Regions from separate parts of the Mus musculus genome. Here region 1 is linked to region 2. A link is a contact called in public Hi-C data. All regions are on one chromosome and are shown on one strand. The core of a region is the stretch at or near the end of the contact, and the rest is flanking DNA. Distances in the headings are between cores, read along the strand shown.

The links. A called contact is a pair of places that touch in the nucleus more often than the background predicts.
Region 1: a contact with region 2 is called in a Hi-C map of cerebral cortex, with 2.2 times the contacts expected there. The contact joins the enhancer-like site here to the promoter of Adcy1 in region 2. A contact is called at or near these places in 1 of 39 promoter capture datasets (hippocampal neurons), 4 of 484 Hi-C or Micro-C datasets (cerebellum, cerebral cortex, nephron progenitors and 1 more) and 3 of 9 other capture datasets (adipose tissue, liver and pancreatic islet).

Annotation. Positions count from the first base shown.
Region 1 is chr11:7,159,036-7,165,955 of GRCm38.p6, forward strand. It overlaps Adcy1 (adenylate cyclase 1), which reads left to right. Exons shown (of 20, transcript NM_009622.2): 15 at 1,171-1,287; 16 at 2,244-2,390; 17 at 2,817-2,915; 18 at 6,377-6,491. Among named protein-coding and RNA genes, the nearest start is that of Ccdc201, 26 kb to the right of the region's middle. Within about 2 kb of position 1,301, at least 71 of the 459 cell types and tissues checked have an H3K27ac peak or open chromatin away from gene starts, as enhancers often do. A contact at or near this core is called in adipose tissue, cerebellum, cerebral cortex and 2 more, where this site is marked.
Region 2 is chr11:7,057,732-7,064,930 of GRCm38.p6, forward strand. It overlaps Adcy1 (adenylate cyclase 1), which reads left to right and starts at 5,702. Exons shown (of 20, transcript NM_009622.2): 1 at 5,702-6,504. The coding sequence starts at 5,869.

The DNA.
Region 1 (6,920 bases), core at 51-2,550, 97 kb after region 2:
AGCCAGCCCTGACACTTTTTTCTTAGCACTATAGGGCCATAGTTCGTGGTAAGCAGGCTAGGACTGGCTATTCCTGCCATCCTTTTGTCCACTTCTTAGGGCTTCATCTTCTGCTTGTGGTTCAGAGAGTGTGTGCTCCTAGATCCACCCCAGCCCAGCATTCTGGTCTCAGTGCCAGTGGGATTCAAATTCTTGTGGAGGCAACAGAAGTTCTGGGAAAGGTCGATCAGAGGGCTGTCTGGGTCTGGTGCAGTCTGGGGTGGCCACATAGGTTCCTAAGAGATATTTATGAGATGGGATCTGGGGAATTAGACCCTGGAAATGGGGAACCATTCTCAAACACTGAAAATTGCAATGGTGGGGTAGTGAGTCCCTCAACCCTGCATTAAGGCTCTGGTCTTTGTGTCTGGTATGAAAGATGAAGTGTATTCATGTGGACCATCCATGCATCTAGAGCCCCGCATGGATGATCCTTGACATTGAAGCAGCATGCTACACCCCCCTTTCCCACTCCACTCCCATGAGAATTTACTCCAGACACTCAGAGAATAAGGAAAAAGCTCTTTAATAGCATACATCCTGCTCTGGCTAACACCCAACGAGAAACCAGCCATGAAACTTTTAACAGCTTATATAGGTCATAGGCTTCAACATTCCACATATAAAGTTACACTTTGAGCAATTAAGCAGAGACAGAAAACTTCAAGTCTGATCGCAGTTACTTTTAATGTAGAGCAATGCTGTTCCTTTCCAGTAGTTGTTACCCCAGGTCATCCTGCCTGGCAGATGTATGCTCTCCTTGGTGATAGAGCCAGGGTAGAGGTGTGTTCTTTGATATGGAGATAGGTCTTAGTTGGCCACAATCTTAGTGAACTAAACCCTAGCAGGAATGTATTCCCAGAAAGCCTGAAGTTCAGTTATGTTAGAGGCACACGATGTTTCCTGCCGTTCCTAGCAAGCCTGCCTAGGGTGGTGCTCAACTTCTAGGGGAATAAGAGGTAGGGCTTCTTCAGCTACAGTCTACTTTGTGTGCTTCAGTATTCCCTAAGCAAGCTTATTGGTAGATGCTTTATCATTAATTTATCACTCCCGTTCTTTCCTGTATCAAGGTGTCATGGTGGGAGGGTGAGAGCAGCATGAGGGTTGAGATTCATGACCTCTGACCCCCAGGCGGAGGAGGAACGGGATGACATGGAGAGAGTCAAGCTGGACAACAAGAGGATCCTCTTCAATCTCCTGCCAGCTCACGTCGCACAGCACTTCCTCATGTCCAATCCCCGGAACATGGTGAGTGAGTGCCAGGGCTCCATGGGGCCTGCTGGCTGGCAGGACTTCCAGGTCTGCCACTGGAATGCAGCTCAGTGTGGCCCACTCTGTGTCCTTCTGCTTTGCCTGTGGCCTTTAGCAAGCCCTGATTTAGCTGCTCGGCTCTGCCTGGCCATGCTATCAGCTCCCCTGGAATGGATAACTTCTGGTCTACCAGGAAACTCTGGGGAAATTAGGTTGGCAGGTATGCATTTCTTTCCCCTCCCTTCCATTCCGTCGTGGGCTGGCCTGCAGTGTTCATAACAAAATGCAGAGAGGAGAAATTCGTTTTCAAGACTGGATTATTTCAAATGGCTTCCCTAATGTGGGGTCAATAGGTGCTGAAAAAGGAGAGCATGCTCATGTGTCTGACTATCCGTTGCTATGTCTGCTTGAAATGTGGGGATTCGCTTTCCCTCCTCTGCATGGAATGTTTGGCCAGAGCTCCTCACAGCCCTGCCTGCTGCAGTTGCTATGGCCACCAGCACAGCATAAGGGAGATGCGTACAAAGGCCAAGCTGAAAAGTAAAAAAGTCCAGGCTGGCTTCTATAGTTCTAGGGGAAGGGACAAAGCCTGGGGGTTCAGCCTTAAGCTCCTCCAGCCGGAAGCAGCTGCTGTGGTTTCTGTACAATCAGCTGAGCCTTAGAACCAGGAAATGTGCAGCTTTCATAAGCCCTGCCCTCTTCCCTGCTATTCTTCCCCTAGGAGGCTCAAAAGGACAAAGCTGACCACCCAGGATTTGCCCATTCAGTGCCCTGTACAACCTGGAGCTCACAGCATTCCCACAGCATTACCTGTGGAACCAACTGGGCCCCTATGGCCTGTCTCCTATGGCCTGGCTTGTTGGTTCCCCTATGGCTTGGCTTTCCAAAGCTGCTCTTGTTGGTTGGCCGTATCTGGCACTGCACGGTGGTTCTGACCCCTCCTGCCTTTGCAGGACCTCTACTACCAGTCCTACTCCCAGGTGGGCGTCATGTTTGCCTCCATCCCCAACTTCAATGACTTCTACATAGAACTGGATGGCAACAACATGGGTGTTGAGTGTCTGCGGCTCCTCAACGAGATCATTGCCGACTTTGATGAGGTGAGGCTGCAGCATCCACTCACAGGGTAGCAAGGATGACCTTCCATGGACCCAAATCCTGCTGTGTCCACTGTGTCTCCAGTAGGGTCCAGGACAGAGCATCTTGGCTCTAGGAGAGGGCAAAGGGCTGGGTAGCGTTCACTCTTGGAGGGCAGGTAGGAACTTCTTGGACCTTCCCCAGCCAGGCACTGTGTTTGCCCCAGCCCTGGAGCCTCTTTCCTTGGTGACAGTGAGCTTGGCTTCAGAGACAGGGGTTGTATCTTGCTGTACTTCCTGGATGCCTCTTTCATGCAGAGTGACAGACCCAAAACAGACCAGAGGAGCTGTTGTGCACAATTTGATGGCCACCTCCTCTGTTGCCCCCTAGTGGATGTTGGCTATATGACATCTCGTGATATTAACAGTTTTCTTGTGTTTTAAACAAAGCTCATGGACAAGGACTTCTATAAGGACCTGGAGAAGATTAAGACCATTGGGAGCACTTACATGGCTGCCGTGGGGCTGGCGCCCACAGCAGGAACCAGGGTAAGCAGGTCTTAGGGCACTGGTTCAGGCATGGGCCAGGTCAGGGCCCCATACTGGCGTTAGTTCCTCTACGCCTGACTAGGGAAGAAGATCCTACGCTATCTTGCCATTGGCTGGTTCTGTCTAGATACCCAATCTTAGAAAAGCCCTTAAGCCCTCCTCACCAGATACCTCCCTTTGCTCCAAGACTTGGGATGCTGAAAACGACCCCCCCAGACTCCCACCCAGTAGAATTGTGAAAATGACATGGCTCTGAGGCTCCAAAGGAGATTGATTCCATGATTGACACTGTCCCAGAGCAGGGATCATTTTGCCAAACATTTAAGGAACGAATGCTGTCAGTCACCTCCAGCTGTTTCCAGGAGACAGGCAGAGGGAAGGCTTCAGACTCATCCTAGGCCACACCCTCATACCAAAACTACACAACGACATCACAGGGAAGAAAAGCCACAGGTCACTATTTGCCTCTCACAAATGCAAATGCATAAACTCCTCATCAAACATTAGCAAATAGAGTCAAACACTAAGTAAAGTGAATCCTACCTGAGGGACAGGTAGGATTTATTCCAGGTACAAAACACTGGTTTAATATTCCAAAATGAATTTGTGAAATTTACCCGATCAACATAAGATCCAAAAAACGAATGCAAAAATCCATTTGATCCAAGACTCATTCCTGAATAAACGTGATTAAAATCAGAAAAAAAAAGGAGACTTCTAAGTTGACAAAGAACACAAATAAAAACCCTATAGCTGAGCGTTGTATCTAATGGAGATAAAACTTGCCAGCTCGGGATCAGGAGCATTACAAGAATATCCCTTCTCATCAGCATTAATATTCGTACTGAAATCAGGATTTTGCTAAATAGTCTAGTTGGGACTTGAACCACTATGTAGCCCAAGTTGGCAATGAATCCCAATCCCTCTCCCTTCGTCTCCTGATTCCCAGGACTGTAGGAGCACACCAGGATACCTGACTCATACCCACTTAAATTCAACAGCGTTCTGGAAGTCCTAGCTAAGGCCCTAGGACAAGAGGAGATAAAGCACATATAGATTTTGAAGGAAGAAAGAGAATTATCCGTCTTTGCAGATGACATGATAATATATGTGGAAAGGCTGAACAAATGAGTGATGATGGGTGGGTGGGGGATGGGTACATGACACTCCTAACCAGTGAACAAATGAGTGAGGCAGGATCCAGGGTTCACATGTAAAAGTCAGTCCTTCTCTCTATAATAGCAATGAACAGTTGCTATTTGAAATTCCAGACATAATGCCACTTATATTAGTGCTAAAGTATAATACCAGGTATAAATATAACTTGGAATATATAAGAGCTATATAAGGAAAACTATTCCATGTCCCTGCACAGAAAAGATGACTGCTGTCAAGATATCAGTGCTTTTAAATTTGATTTATGAAATTAATTTAGTCTCAGTCAAAATTTTATCAGGAAATCTCATGACCTTGACAAACTGAACCTAAATTTATACTGACAAAGGATCCAGAAGAAGCCAAGACAATCCTGGAGAACTAACCAGACAGCTACAGCAGTCACATAGTGTAGTGTCCTGGGACAGAGTGCCCAGAAAGAGACACATAGAACTATGCCCAGTTGATCTCCATTTTAATACAATAGTTGCATATTCATACGAAAACCACAACCAAGATAAAGATGTCCTGCTCTTCATAAGATCAATTCAAGTAAAGCGATTAACCTAAATGTAGACTAAAAGTCTAAAAACCTCTGGACATTGGAGAAAATCTAGATGGTCCTGAGTTTGGGATGGTTCTTTTTAGACTTTACACCGAAGTATAATACCAGTAGCATAAATCCTGAAAGAAAAGATTATTTTAGTTGGACTCCGTCAAATGAACCTCCTACTCTGTAAGCAACGTTGTGAAGGAACAGTCTGTCTGCAGGCTGGAGGAAAATTTGCCACCTATCTGATAAAGGACTTATACTTAAAATAAAATTTTAAAAAACCTGTAAGATTATAAAAAAAAAATCAGAAAAATGCCAAACTAGTTAAAAACGGGAAGTCTGGATAGGGGTCCATCAGTGAAGATGTAGAGAGGCAAGGAAAGACATGAGAAGATGTCCCATATTTTAAGTTCTTAGGGAGGAGATTAAAGCATTAGCATTGAACCACATTGACCTATTCAAACAACCCAAATCCAGAACACTGGAACCACTGGGTGCTGGGAGTCTGCGGGCAAAAGGAACTCTTGTTGCTTACTGCTGGGGAGGCAAAATGCTCCAGTGACTGTGGGTACAGTTTGACAACTTCTTACAAAGCCGTTCAACTGTTACCAGCGCCTGCAAACCCGGCAACTGCAGTCCTTGGTGTTCACCAAAACGAGACGCACGCTTACATCCACACAGACATCTGCTACTCCGAATCACTAACGACTGAAAGCCAACAAAAGTCCCTTCATTAGGCGAATGGATGAAGACCTTCTGACATGCCCATAGAATTAAATATTGCTGTCCTAAAATTGTGCAGGTGACAGAGGCACAGTGAGACCTGAAGCTACTGTCTGAGAAAGACAAAACCACAGAGACAGAATTAGTGGCTTCTGGGTATGGGGTAGTAAGAGTCATGGCTCGGCAGAGCACGGAGGATTTGTAGGGCAGGGGAGCTATTGTGTCACACTGCACTGCATGATATCATACATTCATCAAGCCTGCCGAACAGACAATACCAAGGGTGAGCTCTAATGTTAACTGTAGCTGTGGGTTGGTAATTATATTGCCAGCATTGGCTCACTGACTGTAACAAATGTGCCACTGGGATGCAAGAATTCAGCAGCAGCCAGTTGTTTGCAGAGAACGTTACTGCATAGAGACTCCTTATCATCAGTTGCATATAAATTAAAGTTCTTTAAAAAATAATAAAGCCTATTCGGTGTTGTCTTAAGGACATTAGTTCCCTGATGTTGAGGACAGTAAGTCTCCTGGATAAATACAGAAATTGAAACCTTCTGGCCATCATTGCTTTATGAATGTAAGGACTTTGTCCCCCAGTCACATCCTCACAAATTCAGTGTCAGTCTCCAGAAAGGAAGCTGGCACCCCTCCCTCACATATGTCCCTTGTCCTTGCTCAGCTCACGTGCAACATGTATTGACAGCATTATCCAGATAGGTGCCTGGACACATGATGCCCGCGTCCAGGGGCTGTTCCCCACACCTCCAGAGGGGCATGATCTGGACTAGTGTGACTTTGGGTGGCTTCTGCCCCTGACTCCCAGAAGCCATGGTTTGGGCAGTACCCTGAGTTTCTCATCTGTACAATAGGAAAGTCAGTGGGTCTCCAGGTAGGTACCAAGAGCCCCTGCTATTTCCAGGGCTGCTATGTTTTGTAGGCATTAAATCCCAGTCCTAGGGTCAGCCCGAGTAGCCCCTGCCCTGCTCTGGCACTCTACACACCTACTGTTCTGTCTCTTCACTCCTAGGCTAAGAAGTCCATCTCCTCCCACCTATGCACACTGGCAGACTTCGCCATCGACATGTTTGATGTTCTGGATGAAATCAACTACCAGTCCTACAACGACTTTGTTCTCCGAGTTGGTAGGTGACTCTGAACTTATCCCTGTCACAGATGGGAGCAGGGTCAGTGCAGGCCTGTGGTCTCATAAGAGGTTGTGTTGGTTAGGAGCACATGGAGACAGAATTGTCTCCGAAGGCGGCTTGTGGACAGGTGCTGCTTCTGAAAGGGACTTAGGAGTAAGGGTTCATCCCAGAGCTCAGGAGGGACATCAGACGCCTCCTTCATGCTGTAGTGAAAGTTCTCACTAACAGTATGCGAGTGCGCCTGGACCAGATGGGATGCTATAGATGTGCAGGTCCCTGAGGGCCACCAGACCCTGACCCATGGGAGAAGCTAGGCTTCGTGTCCTCCCCTCTGTGCATTTGAATATGTTCTTGGTGCCAGGACCCATGCTCTGAGCAACGTAGTTTCAGTGCTATGTCAAAGGAAATCTAAGAAGCTACTACTAC
Region 2 (7,199 bases), core at 4,452-6,951:
TGCAGCATGTACCATCCACCACACTGACCACGCAGGAGCTGCCCTTTGCTATGATACGGGGAGAGGGAACATCTGAGGTTCCCAGTACACTCAAATGACTCTAATTGCCTTTGAATTCAGTGGAAATAAATCGCAGTAAAAATTCAGGATATGCACAAACTAGCTTTGGGCTCCGTGGGGTGTGTGATGTACATTTGGAAAGATGGCCCTTCCTTAGGAGAATCGGAATGAGCCTGTGTAGGTGTCTGGGATGACTCAGTGTCTCTGAGAGCAGGAGCAGGACGGGACAGACAGGCCACGGTGCTGTGCACAGATGATAATGGAGGCTGAAGTTTCTGCTGCATGGCTGAGAAGCTGGGACATCAGTCAGTCTGGAAAGGAGATGGGAGGGAGGGAAAGTCACAGAGGAGCTCCTGAGAGACTTCCCAGTGGGGCCTGCGGAGGCATGGCATGTACAGTCTTAGGGCATTGTTGAGAAGGAGTCTCTCTTCACCTCCCTAGCTCTCTCCTGGGCTTTTTGGGTGTATTTAATAACAATGGAAACCATGTGCATTCGTACGATTTACATGTACCTAGGGACGAACACAGACTGTGATCTAAGGAAATGCCCAAGAATGAATGATTTTAGACTTCTTAGGCAAAGGACGGTAAGCCCGTGGAGGGATGGCATGACAGTGGATCACAGTCACACTAGTGTGGAGCACTGTCCTCTGAGCATAGCAGCCCTCTGATTATCAGCAAGATACCCTTAAGATGAGGCCTGTTAGTGTTCTGGTCTAGAAGGAGGAGATGGAGAGGGTTGTTAGACCTTCACCAGAGCCTTCACTGCTTGTCTCTACGTGTCCCTACCGTCTGTATGCAGTTCTCGCCTAGCTGTAGTTATCCAGTGCTTGAGTATAGAGAGGGTGGGAGGTGACCAAAGTGGGGACTCCATTCATTGCAGCTGTGGGAAAGGCATCACCATGCTGGGTGAGACATTTCAGGGGTATAGTGTAGGGTCACTTATGCTCCTGTAAGCAAGCCCCCAATACATTAAAAAGCTTACCAACCTGAATTTTCATGGGGCTGTTGTCTCTTTGGTCTAAAGTTGTTGCCCTACCACAGGGATAGGTGTTTGTTCCTGTCTCCCACGGAAAGTTCATGAGATGTACTAAGTTCTAGGGATATACTAAGGATAAAAACATCAGCACAACTGGCCAAAAGCTGGTTTCCCGTCTTTCTGAGACACAGGGGACATCAGAAGACACTGATGGTTGAAGTGGCAGAGTCATTGAACCTGGATTCTGCCTGCTATGCTCCCTGTCTGTTGTTTGTTAACCACACCTCCTTGTGCAGCTGCAGCTCTGCCTAGAGTGCCGGAACATGTTATATTTCAATTCCAGATTTTTAATTCCTGGGCACTGTCCCCAGGCCCAGGAGCAATAAACAAACAAACAAACAAACAAACAAATAAATAAAAAGAGCCCATACCTCCCACTTCCCGCCTGCTAGTGTGGTCATCTCCAGGTCTGGCAGGTGGCAGCGGGAGTCCCATATGTAGAATTTCCAGGCTCTGGAGCTCAGAATGGACACAGCTGTGACCACTCCAGACCTTGAATCACAAGAGCCAGCTCTTCTCTGTTTCAGATGAAGGCAGCCTAAGGCTTTTGTCCTTTTGAAAGAAAGAGTCCTAAACAGATGTATGGGAGGATTTTTGATGGATGCTGTGTGAAGTAGAAATCCCTTTCCTGTGCCCTGATGCTCCGAAGGAGTACATAGCAAACACTGAGAAGGGCAGAGATGCGGTGTGTGTACGTGTGCAGAGGTGGGGGCGTGGGGGTGGAGCAGGAAGATATGAATCTGGGAGATGTGAGATGGAATTGGCAAGCTAGGGACTGTCCTGGTCCTTTTCTGTTGCTGTACAGAAGACCCAAGGATTAAGACTTTATAAAGAAACAGGGGCTATTTGGCTCATAGTTTGGAAAGCTGGGAATCTAAGAACACAATGCCAGACTCTTGGGTTTCAGGAGAAAGACTCATACTGATCCAGACATGGCATAAAGTGGAAGAAGGAATGGGTGTGGCTGAACGGGAGCTGGGAAACGGGCAGAACAGCTAACTGTCCCTAAAGTTCCATTTCTGAGGGCTCCATTCCCGTGACCCACACATCTCCCACTAAAGCCTACATCTGAATGCTACTACATAGATTAATTAAGCCCCAACATGAGTTTTGGTGAAGACAAACCATACTGGACCCATAGCAGGCATCAGCTTGATCAAGGCTTGAGCCTAGCATGTCAAACACTTTGATTACTCCACTATTCCGAGACCTTCATGTGTGCATTTGATCACATAAAATCATTAACTTTACGGAGCATCCTATAGTCACAGAGCTGGCAACTTCTTTCCTGGCCAAGCTCATGTTGGCAGTGGCTCAAAGGCAATTAAAGTAGACACTAATCTCCCTACAGGTTCACAGGGGAACTTGGTCTCCAAATATGGAGTGGGAATAAACTATGGTACACCCCCTTCCAAATGCTGATCCCTGACTGCAGTCAGAGGCAATCAGAACTAGGTGAGTTCTCTGGCTACTAGGGACACTGTTCTGATGGCAGAATCAAGAATCTGAATGAGTCTTGTCCACGTGTATGTATATGGAACACTGACTTGGTAGAGGAAAAGTTGTCTTTATTTTGTGGATCAGAAGGGCAGTCTGTGTGTTCATGACGCCCTCCTTCCACGTTTTGCTAGGCATTAAATCCATAGTTCACAGTCAGACTCCAGACAGGATGCTGAACTTGCTAAAAGTCACATAGCTAGCAAGGGTGCCCCCGATGTTGGCTCAGTACCCAGCTCCACACACAAAAGAGCCACGAAGTCTCATAACTTGCTATCATTGACATGAACTCGGGCTGGGTCAGATGGGCTGAGCCTTCACTGGATCCACAGCAGGGATCAGCTCACTTAAGACTTGAGCCTAGTGTGTCAAGGTCACTTGAGTTCACGTGAGCCTAGCATGTCAAAGACATTGACTGCTCCACTATTCTGAGACCTTCATGTGTGTGTTTGATCACTTAAAACGTCAGTCCAGGCCCATTCTGCATCACCAGAATAATCCTGTCCTGTGAAGTCTCAATGAATCAATACAAAAACAAATAGGTAGGCTCTGTAAGAGTGACAAGCCAGAGGATGACCAGTGACATTCTCCTGTATGGATGGAAGAGAACACTCTGGACCTGAGAGACCCTTCCATGGGACAAAAGTGCTGAAAGTGCCCTGTGAGTTTTAAAACTAAATGAAATTTAGCTATTTATTAGAGGGTGAATGGAGCAGACGGGGGAGAAGAGTGATGCTGTAGTGAGTGGGAAGGGACCAAGATCTGGCCTCTCAGGCCTATATACACACATGTATGGTTGGCCACGGTGTCCCTTTAATTGCTCACATCTTTTGGAGTGGAAGGTACTCCTGTTGGGGGGAGATTTGTTCTCGGCCCTTCTCTGGACACGCTAGTAGATCCTTGACTTGGGGCAGTGTCACTCATGATGCTTTCCGTGTATGAATCTGTGCCCAGTCTTTCCCCTTTTATAATGACCACAGTTATAACAGTTATATGGGAGGTACACACCACCTTGGCTCCCACTGTATTACATATAACCTTCCTGTTTGTGTCTGCAAACTGTCCATTGAAGCCCTTCTTCCAACCTGGCACATAGTGTATGCGTCTATAACAACAATAGCAATTATTGATGCTCCTGCCTTCTGAGGTTGTGCAACAGGGCTTGACGTGAGAAGCTTCATGCTCCCTCTAGACTGTGAGACTCAGCCAGCCTCTGCGCACCAACAAAACAAAGGTGACAAAGGCTATCTTCCAAGATGCTTTGTAACAGACAGACATAAGAAGTTGGGCAGTTATGGCAGCGAGCAAAAAGGGTCATGCCATGACTCACCTTAATTCCAAACCTGAATATAGGTTCCTCCAGGTTCACTTGAAAGGCATTGATGCTGGCTTACAAACAAACAAACAAACAAACAAACAAACAAGCAGCCTTGACCAAGGGGAGAACTGGAAGCCAACACAGAAAAGCAAGTGGGTGAGGTTTACTTACGAACTTAGCATTTAAATGACTTCACTATGAGTCTTTCTTTTTCATGTAGTCAGGATATTTTTCAGATGTTCTTTAATAAAATCATTAGGGTAGAAAAAGCACACAACATCAAGTAACAAGTGACTCTATGCCTAATGTGGAGAGTTGAGAATCTTGCAGACTTGATAGTATTTAGAGACAATTGGGAATCAGGTGATGACAAGGATGCTTTTTCAAGGCAGTGCCCTAAGGATGGGGCCAGACCATCTTCTCAGCATCAGCTGACGCTCTCCGTGGGTTTCTGCCAAAAGAACACGGAGAGAGAAATGACCAGAAAATGAGGCTGCAGAGCAGTAGGTGTGAACCTTCATGGAAGGAGCAGGGACTGGGGTGAAAACAGTTAGCTTGGGTGCTGACTGGGGCCAGGCAGGCTCTGAGCTGGGAGTGTCTTACAGCGGGAGTCCGCTCCAAGAACAGGGATTAACTGGTTTTCAAGTGGTTCCAGCAAACCTTCAGTATGAACTGTTGGAGATGTTGAGTAGGAAGATTTTTGTAAAAACGACAAGTTCATGTGGCTCAAACTAATTCTAGAGAAAATCTCAAATCCTAATTCCTGTACCTATATAATGTGTGGGGGGGGGGGCACAGGCTCTTACCCTGGGAATTCTCAGGGTCTTCTAAAACAGTCTGGTCAGGATGGACTGAAAGTGAAAATTTGGAAGCGGGGCCTCTAGTAGGAAGAACAGCATATGGGCTGCAAAATTTTGTGAGAGACAGTTCCTGGTGCACCCGTGGGATCCAGAGGTGGCACAAGCTCCTGGCATCTGTTCTACTCTCAGGGTCCTCTGGGACTCTCTCTAAAGGAGAACAGGGGAGCGATCTCAGGGGGCCATCCTGAGTGAGCACCGAATGAAATTCTGTCCGGTCCCTTCCCTTAGTGAATGGACATCACCAAGATCCGCAACTGAGGCGAATCTGTCCCTGCCACTTGTTCAGCTGGAAGTAAACGTCTCGCCATCATTTGCATGGCCAGCTCCTATTTAAGGAGAGAGCCGCGCTATTTTATCTCTCCTTTCAGCCCTCCCTCACCCATCCCTGCACCTAGACCTCACAGCTTCCTTGGACATTGCAGGGCTTTATTCTTGCTCAGGTCAATAGGCAAAGCTTTCACTACCCACCCAGGTGGTGGGCAAATCAGTCACTTAAAGCGCCTTGCATGTGTGACCTGGGATTCTCGGGGTTTCTCGGTGGGCACTGAGTGAGGGGTCCTCTTGGGAGCTGAGTGAGGGCTCCTCTTGGGTGACCTGGTTCTGCTTGCGGAGGGGATACAAATCTAACAGAGCTGTTCCTCCCTCTACTGGGAATTTCTGCGTTTTTTAAACGCCTCCGAAGACTCATAGAGGGGTGGGCTCCACTGTACATAGGAGGGGAAACCGAGGCTCAAAGAGTCAGGAGTGGTGCCCAAGGTCACGTGGCCCCTTGGGCGTGCGGGATCCCGGGCGCTGAGTTGGGCGCGGACTCTGTCCGCCCAGGATCGGGGCTCTTGGGGCTCGCCTGTCGCAGCACGGTCGCCGCAGAGGACCACTGCCGGGGCGCGGGCGGGCGCCAGTGCGCAGGCGCGGCGGGCGGGAGGGGACGCGCTCGGGGCGCGCGCGCTGGGCAGCCGGCGCCCCAACTCCGCCCGCCCCGCGCCCCGGCGCCTCGCCGCCCGCCGCCCGCCCGCCCCGGGGCCGCCGGCCGGCGCCCCGGCGCCCCGGGCCGGCGAGGGGCGCGCCCGTGGCCGCGGCCGCTGCATGGCGCTGAGATGGCGGGGGCGCCGCGCGGCCAAGGCGGCGGCGGAGGCGCGGGCGAGCCCGGGGGCGCAGAGCGGGCGGCCGGGCCGGGCGGCCGGCGTGGGTTCCGGGCGTGTGGCGAGGAGTTCGCGTGCCCCGAGCTGGAGGCGCTGTTCCGCGGCTACACGTTGCGGCTGGAGCAGGCGGCCACGCTGAAAGCGCTGGCTGTGCTCAGCCTACTGGCGGGCGCCCTGGCGCTGGCTGAGCTGCTGGGCGCACCGGGGCCAGCGCCGGGCCTCGCCAAGGGGTCGCACCCAGTGCACTGCATCCTTTTCCTGGCGCTGTTCGTGGTCACCAATGTCCGATCCCTGCAGGTGTCCCAGCTGCAGCAGGTCGGTCAGCTGGCGCTGTTCTTCAGCCTCACCTTCGCGCTACTCTGCTGCCCCTTCGCGCTGGGCGGCCCCGCGAGGAGCTCTGCAGGAGGCGCAATGGGCTCGACGGTCGCCGAGCAGGGGGTTTGGCAACTCCTTTTGGTCACCTTCGTGTCCTATGCCTTGCTGCCCGTGCGCAGCCTACTGGCCATCGGCTTCGGGCTGGTGGTGGCTGCCTCGCACTTACTGGTCACAGCCGCCTTGGTCCCTGCCAAGCGCCCACGTCTCTGGAGGACGGTAAGTGGCACCACGAGTCCCCCATTGGGTTGGAGACACATCTGCCAGCAGCACTGGAGGTGGCAGGAGTTTAACGTTCTTCCTATGGAGAAGGTGGGGAAACTGAGGTTCTGAAGGTGGGACAGGTGTTCAAGGTCAACAGCAAACTGAGGATGCAGTGGAGGAGCTAGCACCCTCCACCCGGTGTTTCTTACGAGATAAGAGTCCCTAGCGTCTTTAGGGTGGAGACGAGAGACTGGTGTGTGGTGGTGGTGGTGGTGGTGACAGGCCCAAGGTCAGGCAGTAGGGTACCGAGCTCAAGTGGGGGACCCAAGCCTGATCCACCGCGCCGGGTTGTACCCGTGTCCCTCAGTAGAGGTACTGAAAAGTGGGAGGGTGCGCGGTCTCCAGGCCAGGCTTCTAGGCTGGCAGAGCGCGCAGCCCCTGGGTTCCTCTCCAGCTCGCCTGGAGCGCATCTGGGGCTCGCTTCTCAATTTCGCGGACCCGAGGGAGCAGTTAGTGGGAAGGGAAGCACTTTGAACCCCACCAGTATCGCTAACCACCCCGGTGTGAATCCGAATTCTGCCCTGAAGGAGAGGAGTTTGCCAAGGTCACACATAGTCTGGTCTCCACAGCTTCTGCTCCCAGTCCTAACCCTGGCTCCATGGAGCCTGAACTTTGTCTCTTTCAACTTGGGTGGGCGAGGGGGCTGCCGG